2 separate regions of the Zea mays genome follow, and region 1 is linked to region 2. A link is a contact called in public Hi-C data. All regions are on one chromosome and are shown on one strand. The core of a region is the stretch at or near the end of the contact, and the rest is flanking DNA. Distances in the headings are between cores, read along the strand shown.

Region 1 (7,001 bases), core at 4,185-6,684, 250 kb before region 2:
GGACAGCTGTTGGAGCGGTCGAGTCCCTGCTGACGTTGTCCTGCTTCCGTAAGAGAGCTGGGGGCCGCCGTCGTCATAGAGCTTGTGGAGCGCCATCATTGCCTCTCTGGCGGAGCTGGCCGGATGAGACGTCGGTCTTGTTCTCCGTGACCCGAGTCGATTCGGGGTGGGATGATGATGGCGCCTCCTGTTGACGTGGCGGTCTGTGCCCTAGGCAGGGCGACGTGGGGTTTCCTCCGAAGCCGAGGTTGAGTCTGCCTTCTGTTGCCGTGGCCGAGCCCAAGCCAAGGGGTCGGGCGAGGCGGAAGTCGTTCGGCCGAGGCCAGGGCGGAGTCCGAGCCCTGGGGTCGGGCGAGGCGGAGTTTCGTCATCTTCCGGGTCTTAGCCTGAGTCCGAGCCCTGGGGTCGGGCGGAGCGGAGTTCGCCGTCTTCCGGGTCTTAGCCCGAGTCCGAGCCCTGGGGTCGGGCGGAGCAGAGTTCGTCGTCTTCCGGGTCTTAGCCCGAGTCCGAGCCCTGGGGTCGGGCGGAGCGGAGTTCGTCGTCTTCCGGGTCTTAGCCCGAGTCCGAGCCCTGGGGTCGGGCGGAGCGGAGTTCGTCGTCTTCCGGGTCTTAGCCCGAGTCCGAGCCCTGGGGTCGGGCGGAGCGGAGTTCGTCGTCTTCCGGGTCTTAGCCCGAGTCCGAGCCCTGGGGTCGGGCGGAGCGGAGTTCGCCGTCTTCCGGGTCTTAGCCCGAGTCCGAGCCCTGGGGTCGGGCGGAGCGGAGTTCGCCGTCTTCCGGGTCTTAGCCCGAGTCCGAGCCCTGGGGTCGGGCGGAGCGGAGTTCGCCGTGGCGCCTTTGGCAAGGCCTGACTGCCTGTCAGACTCACTCTGTCGAGTGGCACTGCAGTCGGAGTGGCGCAGGCGGCGTTGTCCTTCTGTCAGACTGGCCAGTGGAGCGGTGGAGTGACGGCGGTCACCTCGGCTCTGCCGGGGGCGCGTGTCAGGATAGAGGTGTCAGGCCACCTTTGCGTTAAATGCCCCTGCAATTTGGTCAGTCGGTGTGGTGATTTAGTCAAGGTTGCTTCTGAGCGAAGCCAAGGCCTTGGGCGAGCCGGTGATGTGTCCGCCATAAAAAGGGGGCCTCGGGCGAGACGGAAGTCTCTCGAGGTCGGCTGCCTTTGGCCGAGGCTAGGCTCGGGTGAAGCGTGATCGAGTCACTCGTGTGGACTGATCCCTGACTTAATCGCGCCCATCAGGCCTTTGCAGCTTTATGCTGATGGGGGTTACCAGCTGAGAATTAGGCGCCTTGAGGGTACCCCTAATTATGGTCCCCGACAACTGTGGAAGTTTACATTGATGATATTGTAGTCAAATCGGCTGAGTTTAGTTCTCATATAGCTGATTTGCGCAAAGCCTTTGATAAAATGCGTCAGTATGGTTTGAAAATGAACCCACGTAAATGTGCTTTTGGAGTGTCGGCTGGTAAGTTTTTAGGATTTGTCATACATGAACATGGTATAGAGATAGACCCTGACCGAATCAAGTCTATTCGGAATGTGGGGCCTCCGACCTGTAAGGTCGAGGTACAGAGGTTCCTCGGCAAGGTGAATTATTTACGAAGGTTTATTTCTAACCTAGCCGGGAAGATTGATGCATTTACCCCTATTCTTCGGCTTAAGAATGATGTCGAATTCGCTTGGGGGGCAGAACAGCAAGAAACATTTGATCTCATCAAAAAATACTTATCTTCGGCTCCCGTATTAAAAGCACCACGAGCAGGAGTGCCATTTTGATTATACATTGCAGCTGAGGATAAGGTCATTGGGGCTGTTCTGACACAAGAAACTGAGGGGAAGGAGCATGTGGTGACATATCTAAGCCGAAGGTTGGTGGATGCTGAAACAAGGTACACTTTTATTGAAAAGTTATGCTTATGCTTGTTTTATGCCTGCACCAAATGTAGATGTTATTTACTGTCTAGTCATTGCACTGTTTCTGGTCAAGCCGATGTGATCAAATACATGTTGCATAACCCAATTATGAGTGGTAGAATTGGTAAGTGGGCTTATGCACTAATAGAATATGACTTGGCCTATGAACCACTGAAATCTATGAAAGGCCAAGTCGTAGCGGATTTTATTGTAGAACATCGGGTTAATGATGTTTATGAGCTAGACATGTCATACCTCACTATTACTCCTTGGACTTTATATTTTGATGGATCGGTTTGCAATGAAGGGCAAGGAATTGGCATTGTACTTGTTTCACCAAGTAATGTCTCCTTTGACTTCTCTAGCCGATTGAAAACTTATTGCACTAATAATCAAGCTGAATATGAGGCCCTCCTATTCGGCTTAGAACTCTTAAATGGTATGGGAGTAAAACATGTGAAGGTATTTGGTGATTCTCAGCTGGTTGTCCAACAAGTGTTAGAAGAATATCAATGTTTTGATGGTACTCTAAATAGTTACCTTGAGAAATGTTGGAGCATAATCCATTCATTTGACGAATTCAGTATTCGACATATCTCTAGAGTTGAGAATCATAGAGCTAATGATTTGGCACAAGATGCATCAGGTTATCGGATAAAGAGAGGGAAGTTTCACAAAACTGAAAATCTGATAACTAGTGCAAAGCCAAATTCCCAGGTCGCGGACTGTCCGCGTGATGACGCCGGACCATCCGGGGTTACCAGAAATGTTCTTTTCATCAATTCGGCTGACAATGAAGCCGATGCAAGTGATTGGAGGACACCTATACTTAATTATTTACGAAATCCCAATATCAGGACAGATAAGAACATTCGGCGAACAGCTTTCAAGTATATTTTGATGAGTGATGAACTTTACCGCCGAACAGTCAATGACATCCTGCTTAAGTGCTTGGGCCCAAATGATGCTATATTAGCTATGGCCGAAGTACATGAGGGAATTTGTGGTACTCATCAATCAGCTCCAAAGATGAAGTGGTTGTTGCGAAGGTCTGGTTTTTATTGGCTTAGTATGATAGCTGATTGTTTCAAGTACTACAAGGGTTGCCAAGTATGTCAAAAATTCGGCGACCTACAGTTGGTCCCTGCAACCGAATTACATCCTATTATCAAGCCTTGGCCGTTCAGAGGATGGGGATTAGACTTTATTGGAGAAATTCATCCTTCATCATCAAAGTGGCATCGATTTGTGTTAGTTGCCACTGACTACTTCACCAAATGGACTGAAGCCGTTGCTCTAAAGAACATGACACACAAGGAGGTAATTGAGTTTATAACTGAGCATATCATTCATAGATTCGGCATTCCCCAGACCTTAACTACAGATCAAGGTACTTCTTTTATGTCAAAGGAGGTACGTGAATTTGCTGAATTATACAGAATTAAGCTGCTTAATTCATCTCCATATTATGCTCAGGCCAATGGTCAGGCCGAGTCTAGCAATAGGACATTGATTAATTTGATAAAAAAGAAAATATCTGATAATCCTAAACATTGGCATAAGATTTTGTCCGAAGCTTTATGGGCTCATAGAATATCTAAACATAGTGCTACTAAAGTATCTCCTTTTGAGCTTGTATATGGGCAGGAAGCAGTATTGCCTGTGGAAATAAGTTTGAATGCTGTCAGGTTCGCCAGACAAAATGATCTAACTATCACTGATTATTATAATTCAATGATGGATAATATTGATGAGGTGACCGACAAGAGGGTGATAGCTTTGGGAGCAATAGAAAAGGACAAGATTATGGTAGCCAGGGCCTACAATAAGAAGGTCAAAGCAAAGTCATTTCAAGTAGGGGATCTGGTGTGGAAGACCATCTTGTCTCTAAGGAATAAAGACCAGAAGTTTGGGAAATGGTCGCCAAGCTGGGAGGGTCCTTATAAAGTAAAACATGTAATGTCTGGTAACGCCTATTTGCTACAAACATTACAAGGCAAGGATTTACCAAAGGCTTTGAATGGGCGTTTCCTCAAACAGTACCATCCTAGTATGTGGCAAGATGCCTAAGAGAATCGATGTGATCACATCGAGCTAGTTGCTTTTGGTTCGCCCAGCTCCACCAAAAAGCAGGGGGGCATATGTTTGAACCAGAAATGAGCAAGCGAACGGTCCGGCCCTGAGGCCGGACGGTTCGCGGTCCGGACGGTCCGCGCCTGTGGGCCGGACGGTCCGCGCGTGCGCAGAACAGATTAGGGTTCCGAGTTTTGTGCTACGGTTGTTAGCTATATTCACGGGATTAGCTCGGAATCAGTTGTGTAAAGGGTCCAGCCCCCCTCCTCTATAAATAGAGAGGTCTACGGCCGATTTGTAATTAACAATCGAATCAATACAACTTTTATTCGCATTTTATCCTAGGAGTAGTTCTAGTCTAGTTTAGGTTTAGCCTCTCAATCCCCAAATTCTTTGCCTCTCTTCGACTCTACGCCGATTGGAGGAGTCTAGGTCGGCCGGCCCGAGCCTAGACAACCCCTAGGATCTCTCCTCCCCGACGGGGTCCCTCCCGGGAGCGAGATCCAGGCTGCCGCCGGCGACTTCCGCCGCCCCTGCGCACGCGCGGACCATCCGGCCTCAGGGCGCGGACCGTCCGGTCGTCAGGCAGAGGACCCAAGCTCCTGCACCAGGTCGCGGACCGTCCGGCCCAGGCCGTGGACCGTCCGCGCCTGACCAGAGAGCACCGTCGCCTCGCGTCAGGTCGCGGACCGTCCGGCTCCGTACCGCGGACCGTCCGCGCCTGACCAGAGAGCACCGCCGCCGGTTCTTCTTGAGTATTTGGCGCTCCGAAAAGGCGTCAACACCAACCAAAACCACTGCCTGCCCTAAAAACAAAAATTAAATTCTACATTAGCTAGGTTGCGCCCTTTCTCCATAAGTTAAGCATACATACTCATATTCAACATTAGACATAAAAAGTGAGACGAATGGCATAGCTTAGATTTTATTCATACTAATTAATACTTGTAGCAGCTATGTTGGTGTTCTAATGTAGCGGCTTTGCAAATTGTCTTCTAAGCTACACTTACATGTTCAAGGTCACGATAAAGTTTTTTGTTTTGAATTTTGAAAATAAGGGTTAGTTTGGAAACTCTATTTTTCCAAGGGCTAGTTGGAAACTCAAATTCACTTCGAGATTGAAGGAGATTTGAAGAGAAATAAACTAATTTTCCCTCAATCTCCTCCAATCTCGAAAATGTTGAAGTTTCCGAGCTAGTTCTAAGAAAAAATAAACTATTTTCTCTTAGAAAAATGAAAATTTCTTGGAAAATGAGTTTTCTAAACTAGCCCTAAAGGTTATGATTATTCAGCAAAATCATCGCATCAAAACTTCTTTGTAAAGCGAAGGAAAAAGGGAACATTCCATAAGTCCCCCCCCCTCCAACATTTGATAAATAACCTCCCATCGTCCCGGATCTAACAACGTCACCCTCGTCGCTTTTCTCCTCACTCCCTCGTGTTCTCTCAGAATTTACGAATCAATCCCTGCCGGTCGCCTGCCCTGCTGCCCATTAATAAGCTTTTCCCGCCAGGATGGCCTCCGGTTCAGGAAGGGCCCGAGGCGGCGGCATCCGAATCCAAGAACCGGGTAGTAGGCACCGCGATGAGTCCAACGCCGGCGCCGCCGCCGCAGCTGCAGAGCCGCCGCCACCCTCTCCGTCCACCGACGGTCTCCAAGAACGGCCCCATGGGCCATTGGGAGCCGAGAGCGGGAGCCCCTCTGCGGCCGCCGCCGCACTGAAGGGGAAGGGGGTCTTGGCTCCATCCCCACTGCCTTCCCCGACCCGCTCCGAGGAAACCAACTCCCTGGTATCATCCGACATCGTCTCCGACGAGGAAGCCGAAGAGTTGAGGTCCGCCAACACGCTCGCGGACGGTGACAGGAGGTTTGGAGTGTCTTGGAAGAGCCCGTTGGTGGAGGCGATGATGGAGGTGCCGAAGGTGACGAGGCATATCGATTCGAAGACGGCGTTCGACAACTTGTCGATGGAGCAGCAATGGGCCCTGGCGGAGGAGATAGAAATGCAACAGCGGCAGCAGGTAAGGTTTCTTGGATCTTTGGAGCGCATTCGTGAGGCAAAACTGCTTTCTTGTGATTTGGCAGCTGGAATCCTATCGTTCTTGCGGGTACTGGGGACGATTTAGGATACCGGACTACCGGAGGCAAGAAATTGTGCGGCATCCTATTGCAGATGCAGAATCCGTGGGGAAATTTGTTTTTCTTTTTTTTCTAGGACTAGCAACGATCTTGCAGCAGTTTAGGTGCTTGCATTTTATCTTAACTGTGATGGCATGTTTTACAATTTACTGTTGAATTCGTATAAATATTGGGATCATGTTCTGATGAGCGATTCCTTATTTTTGTATGCTGGTGATTGCTACTCCCTTGTTTGAATATTTGACTTTTATGTTAATTCTGTGTAGGCGCAGCAGAGGAAATGTCTCTGGATCACATTCAAAGGTGGCATGTCAAACATGGTATGTCCTGAATATTCGTTTGCTTTTTTGACATCGTATCGGAATCTTTGTGCTTTTGTTTGCTCGTGTTGAATTTGTGATCCAAATTCTAAAGAAGTCAATACTCACCTTAGTGTTTCGTTTCTATAAATATAATTGTAATTCATAGGAAATAGTCATCTTATTGTAAATTTCCTGCGATCTTTAACCATCCATCCAGTAAATAGTGAGATTGTTGCTGTCCAACACCCGTGTTTTTTCCCCTTTGCTTTGGAGGGTTTTCCACGTTAAATCTATGTCTTCTCTATGTTTTCGATTCATAACAGCTCATATGAGATCTTGAGATGACTAAGGGGTGCCTGGTTTCTAGGGATTAATTTTTAGTCCCTCTTTTCTTATTCTATTTTTTTACCTAAATTGTTAAATGCAGAAATTAAAACCCTATTTTAGTTTTCGGATTTGATAATTTAGTGACTAAAATGGAATAAAATGTAGAGACTAAAAATTAGTCCATAGAAACCAACGGGTGTTTGAATACACTAGAGCTAATAGTTAGTTGGCTAAAAAATTACTAGTGAAA
Region 2 (6,649 bases), core at 3,744-6,243:
CACTGAAGATGGGGTGTGAGAGATATGAGCGACACCGTAGGAGATGGCCCCGACCTCTGTCTAGGTGTTAGGAAGGGAGTTGTATCCATCAATCTTTTTAAATTTTAATTAAACTTATAAAAAGTCTTGGCAATATTAATATTTTCATTTTATTTTGTAAAAAAATAGATACAACAACATATCTAATAATATCAATTATATACTATAGATATTAATATTCCATTTTATATATTTAGTTAGAGTTACATATTTTTACTTTTTGAGAAATGAGAATGGCATATTAAAAAAATAAATATAGATCTGTCAGCGATATTACTTAGTAATGACAGTACGTATATATGGATACTACTAGTTAATTGCACATGCATTAATGTGGTTTATATATATCATATAGATAGACCTTGCGTAAATGGGATGGTTATTGAAACACGATCCAAACTTATAGATTCTTTGGTCGCACTAAAGGGAGACAACTGGGGACTAAGACAGGGCCATCACATGCACCAACAATCGGTGCGCCTCTGGATCGAGCCAAACCAATGTCGAGCTAAGCGTACGACGATGTCGTCTTTGTTGGCACGAGCAGTGAGGTATGCGGTTTGGGGTGATACGACGTGAAGTTCTTTCTCTCACTTTTTTCACGCCAGATTAGAGACTATAGACGGTCAAATGGGTCGCGACCCAGCCAAAAATGATTCAAAGTAGGCTCGTGTCTCTGTGTCCTGAGAATCATGTCGTGTCTTAGTCACCTTCTCGATCCATAGTACCGACTGCTAGACACAATTTTATTTTTCTTAAATTATTTTATATACATATTTAACTAGTCAAAACTTATATCATTTAAGTAGTGTACGGGCACTGCTATTGTCTCACCGTGATTTGCTCCTAGGCCCGTCAAAGAACACTTGACATTTAAGTAGTGAATTAGTGAATCTAATTTCTTTCTAAAATTATATCATTCATTTTTATTCTAGTCAAAACTTATACTATAAAATTAAACTACCTTATAAACAACCACAATTTTAACTAAGTGTTGATATCCCTAATGTAAAGGAGTTGTGCAACCTAGATCCCAAGCCTATCCATTAGCCTAAAAACTAGGTTAGAAAGATAAAGCACACAACTAAGATAACACAATATATTTATAGAAGCTTACATGTGATAGAGATACAAACTCGCCTTGACACATCGGTATTTTATCGAGACATCAAGAAGCGTGCAAGCTTTAATCTAATCCTCGTTGGAGCCCTATGTAAGGGGATGTCCTTGCGAGAACTAAACTCCTGGTCAGGTAACTATATATATAGTCTCAGGTCTTCTCCATGCGCAAATAGTGCTATGGTTGTTGCCAGCTCCTCACCATCTCCACTATTGAACTTTTGGCTAAAATGCTACAAGTCTCGTTCCCCCTGGTACATGATGGATGCAACACCATAAACATAGTTTATGTGATCTCGTAAGACTTACAAGATTCACTCGGTATAACAGTTACAATGACGCCCACAAGCGTAAAGAGGTAAGATGTGTATCTAACCTCACTTCTAATCACTAGGCAGAACCTAAAGCAAGCTCTATTATTGGTAGCAGTCTATTTTTTTGCTACCTTTATAAAAAATCACTTAATCATGTGTCACTGACATTGCAATTTATAGGCCATTCAACCTATATAATAGTGCAAAAAAATAATTTTCCCGTGGAGGAGGGGGTCATGTCACTTGCTTGCTCCATTCTCCGGCCTCATTACTCTAGTATAGAATAAAAAATTAAGAATATAACTATCTACTAGAACTCTACTATATGTATATTCTCTCTATACATAGGCAACAATCAATCTTGGTCCAAACATCCAACATTTTTATTTTAGAAGTCATATTTTGTATTAATATCTAGAATTACTGTAAAAATAAGATGTACACATGGTTTTAATGTAGACAGATGTTGATAACGTCAATAAGAAACTTGTGTTAATTAAGATCGTTTTTCACATTGTATTGGAGTGTGGGGTTTTGCGAAATGAATACAGTAGTAGGTAGTGACTAATTCAGTGTATAATAAACACGACGAGTAAAATGTTGACTTCAATGAATCTCGGCTGGACCGTAACAGTAACACCAACCACTTGTGAGATATACGTTGTATATATACGTGTGCATGTGGTCCCAGCCACAATTAAGAGACGGTAACGTACACGAACGAGCTAGCACGGTGTCAAAAAACATGTATACCACGGTATAATCCAACACACCTAACCAAATCACCTTACCCTCGTAACCTCCACTAAATCCATCAAATAAATTACACCTATATTTAACATACAATCAAAACTTACAGTTAAAATCGCATGTATACCACGGTATAATCCAACACACCTAACCAAATCACCTTACCTTCGTAACCTCCACTAAATCCATCAAATAAATTACACCTATATTTAACATACAATCAAAACTTACAGTTAAAATCGCTAGATGATACATTCTCTCTTTCTAGTCACTGAACTTACAGTTACTATATGAGTATGCTGATCAGAAAGAACTTCGAAGGGATCTCAGCTGCTAAACGACGCTGAATACACCAATCACAAAAAATCGACCTAATAAGTAGTAGTACCGGAGAAAACTCTTAACACGTGGACAATGCGTGTCCATCTCTTCCGCTCAAACCTTGCTGTTCGTGTTCACTACTACTACCTGCAGACTCCGTTGCATTATGCTCATCCAACAAGTTAGTTGCCCCGCGCGTGGCTTATAAGTCGAAACAAAACATTTATTCATCTCATTCGGCACACAGTTTCTTTGCCATCTTAATCTATTCGATCGGAAGCCACGCACCCCCGGTAAAAAAAATCATTTATATTTAGTCCAAACGTACGGTCCCTAGCTCATTTGCATCGCGCCCAGTCTCAAAAGCCTGAATGATTTGCCTAATCATTGGTACTACAATAATAATGCATATTCCGTGTACTCTAGCTGCCACGGATGCTACATGACAGTTCATTCCATCATTCATTCGTATTATTGGTTGATTTGCCACATCGTCCCACCAGCTAGCTGGTTAATAACAACGCAGAAGCACGTCACCGTCCGTGCTATCCACAGCCATGAATGGAATGAATGCCGTGACGTTCCCTACACCGCACGTGTCCAGCAAAACGTAGATTAATTTTTTTAAAGCTGCTGGCTTAGATTTAAACTATAGCTCTGTAAAAAACCATATATAGCACGGATATTTACGATACGGAATTCGATCTCTCTCTATCATATCGAATATGCTTTCAGTGTATTCCTTTCTTTTTTTACTAAACTTGAATCGTTCGAGACTTAGGACAAGTATGCTGCAGGTTGGTTTATCTAGAGACACACAAACGGATATTTCTGAGTTTAGAGTACGATTAGCCAGCAAGAGACGACCAAATCAAATCAAAGCCCGATCGAGCTGAGCCAGCCAGCCCCAATCAGTGCGTGAACACGGCCCTTCTCTTACATCTATCGCTGTTCCACTCTCTCTGTAGGAGCCCCCACGGCCTGCCACTGCCAGGCATTTCTCATAGAGCTGTGCACATGCATGCATGTAAACAGAACTGGCGTCCGGAAACCCTTTGGCTCTCGTCTGCTGCATGATGCACACCCACTTTGAGACTAGACTAGACGAGAAGGCCGGGATGATTGCATTGGGCTGCAGACCAAGATTTTAAAACCATGCTTACAGCATGGGTTTGGGAATCAATGAGCATGGACCGGACCAGAACAGCGATAAACAAGCTTGAATCATTGGGAGAATAAGTGGCATCTCAACTGCCATGCATGTTTTCTCTCCCTCTGCCCTATCATCGCTGAGTACTTGTACGGTCGGGTCCTTCTGAGTTTTTTGTTTTCTTTCCATGGCGGGGGCGCACATGAGGGTGTTGAAAACCAAATTGAGCGGGCGGTCCGGCCTCGAGACCGGACGGTCTGGCTTCGAGACTGGACGGTCCGCGCGTGCGTAGAGTCAGTTTGGGTTACTAGTTTCTCACGAGATTTGTTACCTAAAACGACGGGATTAACTCGGGAAACAGTTTGAAGCGGATCCAGACCTCCCCTTTATATAGATGAAGGGCTACGGCCGATTGAACCCTCAACAGTCGATCAAATCAAGTCTATTTCTCGTTTTTACCTTATGCATTAGAAGTAACTCTAGTTTAGTATTTCAATCCCCAAATTCTCCGCTTCTCTTCGATTCTACGTCGATTAGAGGAGTCTAGGTTGGCCTGCTGAGCCTAGACAACACCTAGGATCTCTCCTCCCCGATGGGGTCCCTCCTGGGAGCGAGATCCAGGCGCCGCCGACGACCTTTGCCGCCTCTGTGCACACGTGGACCGTCCGGCCGTCAGCCAGTGAACCAAGCCCCTGTACTAGGTCGCGGACCGTCCGGCTTCTGGTCGCGGACCGTCCGCGCCTCTGCATAGGGCACCGCTGCTGGTTCTCGGTATAGTGATTGGCGCCCGAAAAGGTGTCAACAGAGGGTTATCTAATCTAAATTGCTGACAGCATATGTGCCATGGCTTATATATCTAATCTAAGGTCGGGCAATGTAACTCATATATATATCAAAGCTAAATCACGCATAGATTAAACTAAATGGGGGCTTGCTGTTGAAGAAAAAAGAGAGGAAAACCTAGGAAGGAAGGAAGGGGGACAAATCCGATGGCTGCCTTCCACCTAGCTAGGAGTTCGGCATTGATAGGTACGTATTTATAAATAAGACATCACAAATCTGACTTGGAGCACAGCATGTCAGAATCAAATTAACGTTGTATATATACTCCTACGGTAGTTGATACGGACGGACGACGGGGCAAGCAATTGCTCATCGCCCACAAATGGACCCCTTCTATAGCTAGATTCGGCCTGCGCCCAGCGGCTCACTTTGGTTGCGATAAACTAAAGTACGTGATGTGAACAGAGTAGAGTAGAGTACTATATACTAACTTAAAGGTGAGAACAGAGGACCGTCCTAGAGAGAGTAGTTTAATCGCTGATCGTACTGTCTTTCGAACGATAGGCTCACACCGGGAGAACGAGACAAGATCTGCTCGCCTTTTCGAGATAAAAGCCCTAGCCTAGCAGACCACGCATGGCAGTTCTAGGACTAGGAGCACGCACGGAATGATAGGCCTGCGCTAGCTGCCGGCCTGCCTTCTCCTTTTAACTATTCCTCGTCCAATCATTGCCCGGTCATAATCTTACACCCGTGACTGTGATATAAACAAGTTAGTAGAGTATTACTACAGGAGATCAATGGATGTGATGTGAAGGCTTAGCTTAGTTGGGTAAAATATCTGGCGGCGGATGCCTCGTCGTCAGTATCTTTCTTATTCTTGGCTGATGCCGCAGCTACCGTACTGGATTTATCATTTTCTTTTCCCTGCGTTCGTTTGTGCGTGTGTGTGTTTTTTTTTTATATTTTGACTGCCTGCCTGCCTGCTGTTTCATTCCTTTTTTTCCCTTCCAAATATCATGTCCGCTGTTGCTCTTGTTCAGGGTACAAAAACAGGGTTACCTTTCTACATACGTAGCGCTTGCAATTTGGAAGAGAAGGAGTAGCTTTTAGAATACTAGTTCTATAGCCATCACATCATAATGATCTTATGACCGCGCGCATCGTCATTAGCTCAGTTCGGTCGTGCGATTTTCGCCATTTGCTTAGATTGGCGGAGAGCCCAACTCAAATCCTATCACACTGTCAGCATCCTAACTAGTCATCATATGAAACAAAACAAAACAAAACAAAACAGAGTGGTTGACAGAGGGCGGCCTGCAGATTGCAAGTCCAAAGTCGTACAAGTACACTGAACGTGTCTGACGGAATTTACCTTTTGTTTATACCTCCAAGTCAACCGCTTGACGCTAACGCCACCAATGGTCGTTGCAGGGTAAGTCACCAATTGAAGCAGACAAACAAACCCCCCATGCATGTTCGGATGTTCCAGTCTCATCAACGATCAAACGGAAACGACTCAAATGGTGCTTCAGACGTGTCAAATTAGGGCCCATGTGCGAGATGCGGCTAGGCTCTGTGTTTGGGCCTGCCATATAAGGCCTGAGTTCGACCACTTTTGGAACAGGACCCATTAGCAAGAAAAAAAGGTTTATTTTATTTTTACCACCGGAACTATGGTTTATTTTACCCGACCTAGTTCGGGAACTTATTAATTTTTCTTCGAGCATTCCCGGGCTAGTTCTCAGTTCTCGTTATGGCACCAGCTGCATTGCTGTCTTGGTTGTCGGTATTTCAAGAAAAGCAGATAAGGGCACTTTTCAATGAAGGTTTCAGCAGGGGCCTCCTGAGTCCAGATATCTCGTATTCTTACTGGGATAAGAATGAATACAGATTGAGGTACTTAAGATTTCACGAAGACCTTTAATAATTACCTAGCCCTCTTTGCATTTTACTGAGTAACCACAAATTTTGTGGACTATTCTGCTTGTTAATTGTGCAGAACATGTTTGTTTCTGTTAAATACTTTGCTCATGGTTAAGGCTATGGATGCATTGATAATAAAAATTAGCAGTCCCGACCCTTCTTTTTTATTGGATATTCACAGTCTCATTTGCAATAATCCTAGCTACAGGTGGCACAATAGCCAACTAAGTCGATAGTAAAACAGTCA

Evidence for each region. A called contact is a pair of places that touch in the nucleus more often than the background predicts.
Region 1: a Hi-C map of ear shows a contact between it and region 2, with 2.1 times the contacts expected there. The contact joins the promoter of LOC103627207 here to the enhancer-like site in region 2. A contact is called at or near these places in 3 of 25 Hi-C or Micro-C datasets (ear, leaf and tassel).

What each region holds. Positions count from the first base shown.
Region 1 is chr5:169,478,626-169,485,626 of Zm-B73-REFERENCE-NAM-5.0, reverse strand. LOC103627207 reads left to right here and starts at 5,434. Exons shown (of 9, transcript XM_008647505.4): 1 at 5,434-6,004; 2 at 6,389-6,442. The coding sequence starts at 5,498.
Region 2 is chr5:169,230,080-169,236,728 of Zm-B73-REFERENCE-NAM-5.0, reverse strand. No RefSeq gene overlaps it. Among protein-coding and RNA genes, the nearest start is that of LOC109939563, 25 kb to the right of the region's middle. Within about 2 kb of position 4,993, at least 18 of the 20 cell types and tissues checked have an H3K27ac peak or open chromatin away from gene starts, as enhancers often do. A contact at or near this core is called in ear, leaf and tassel, where this site is marked.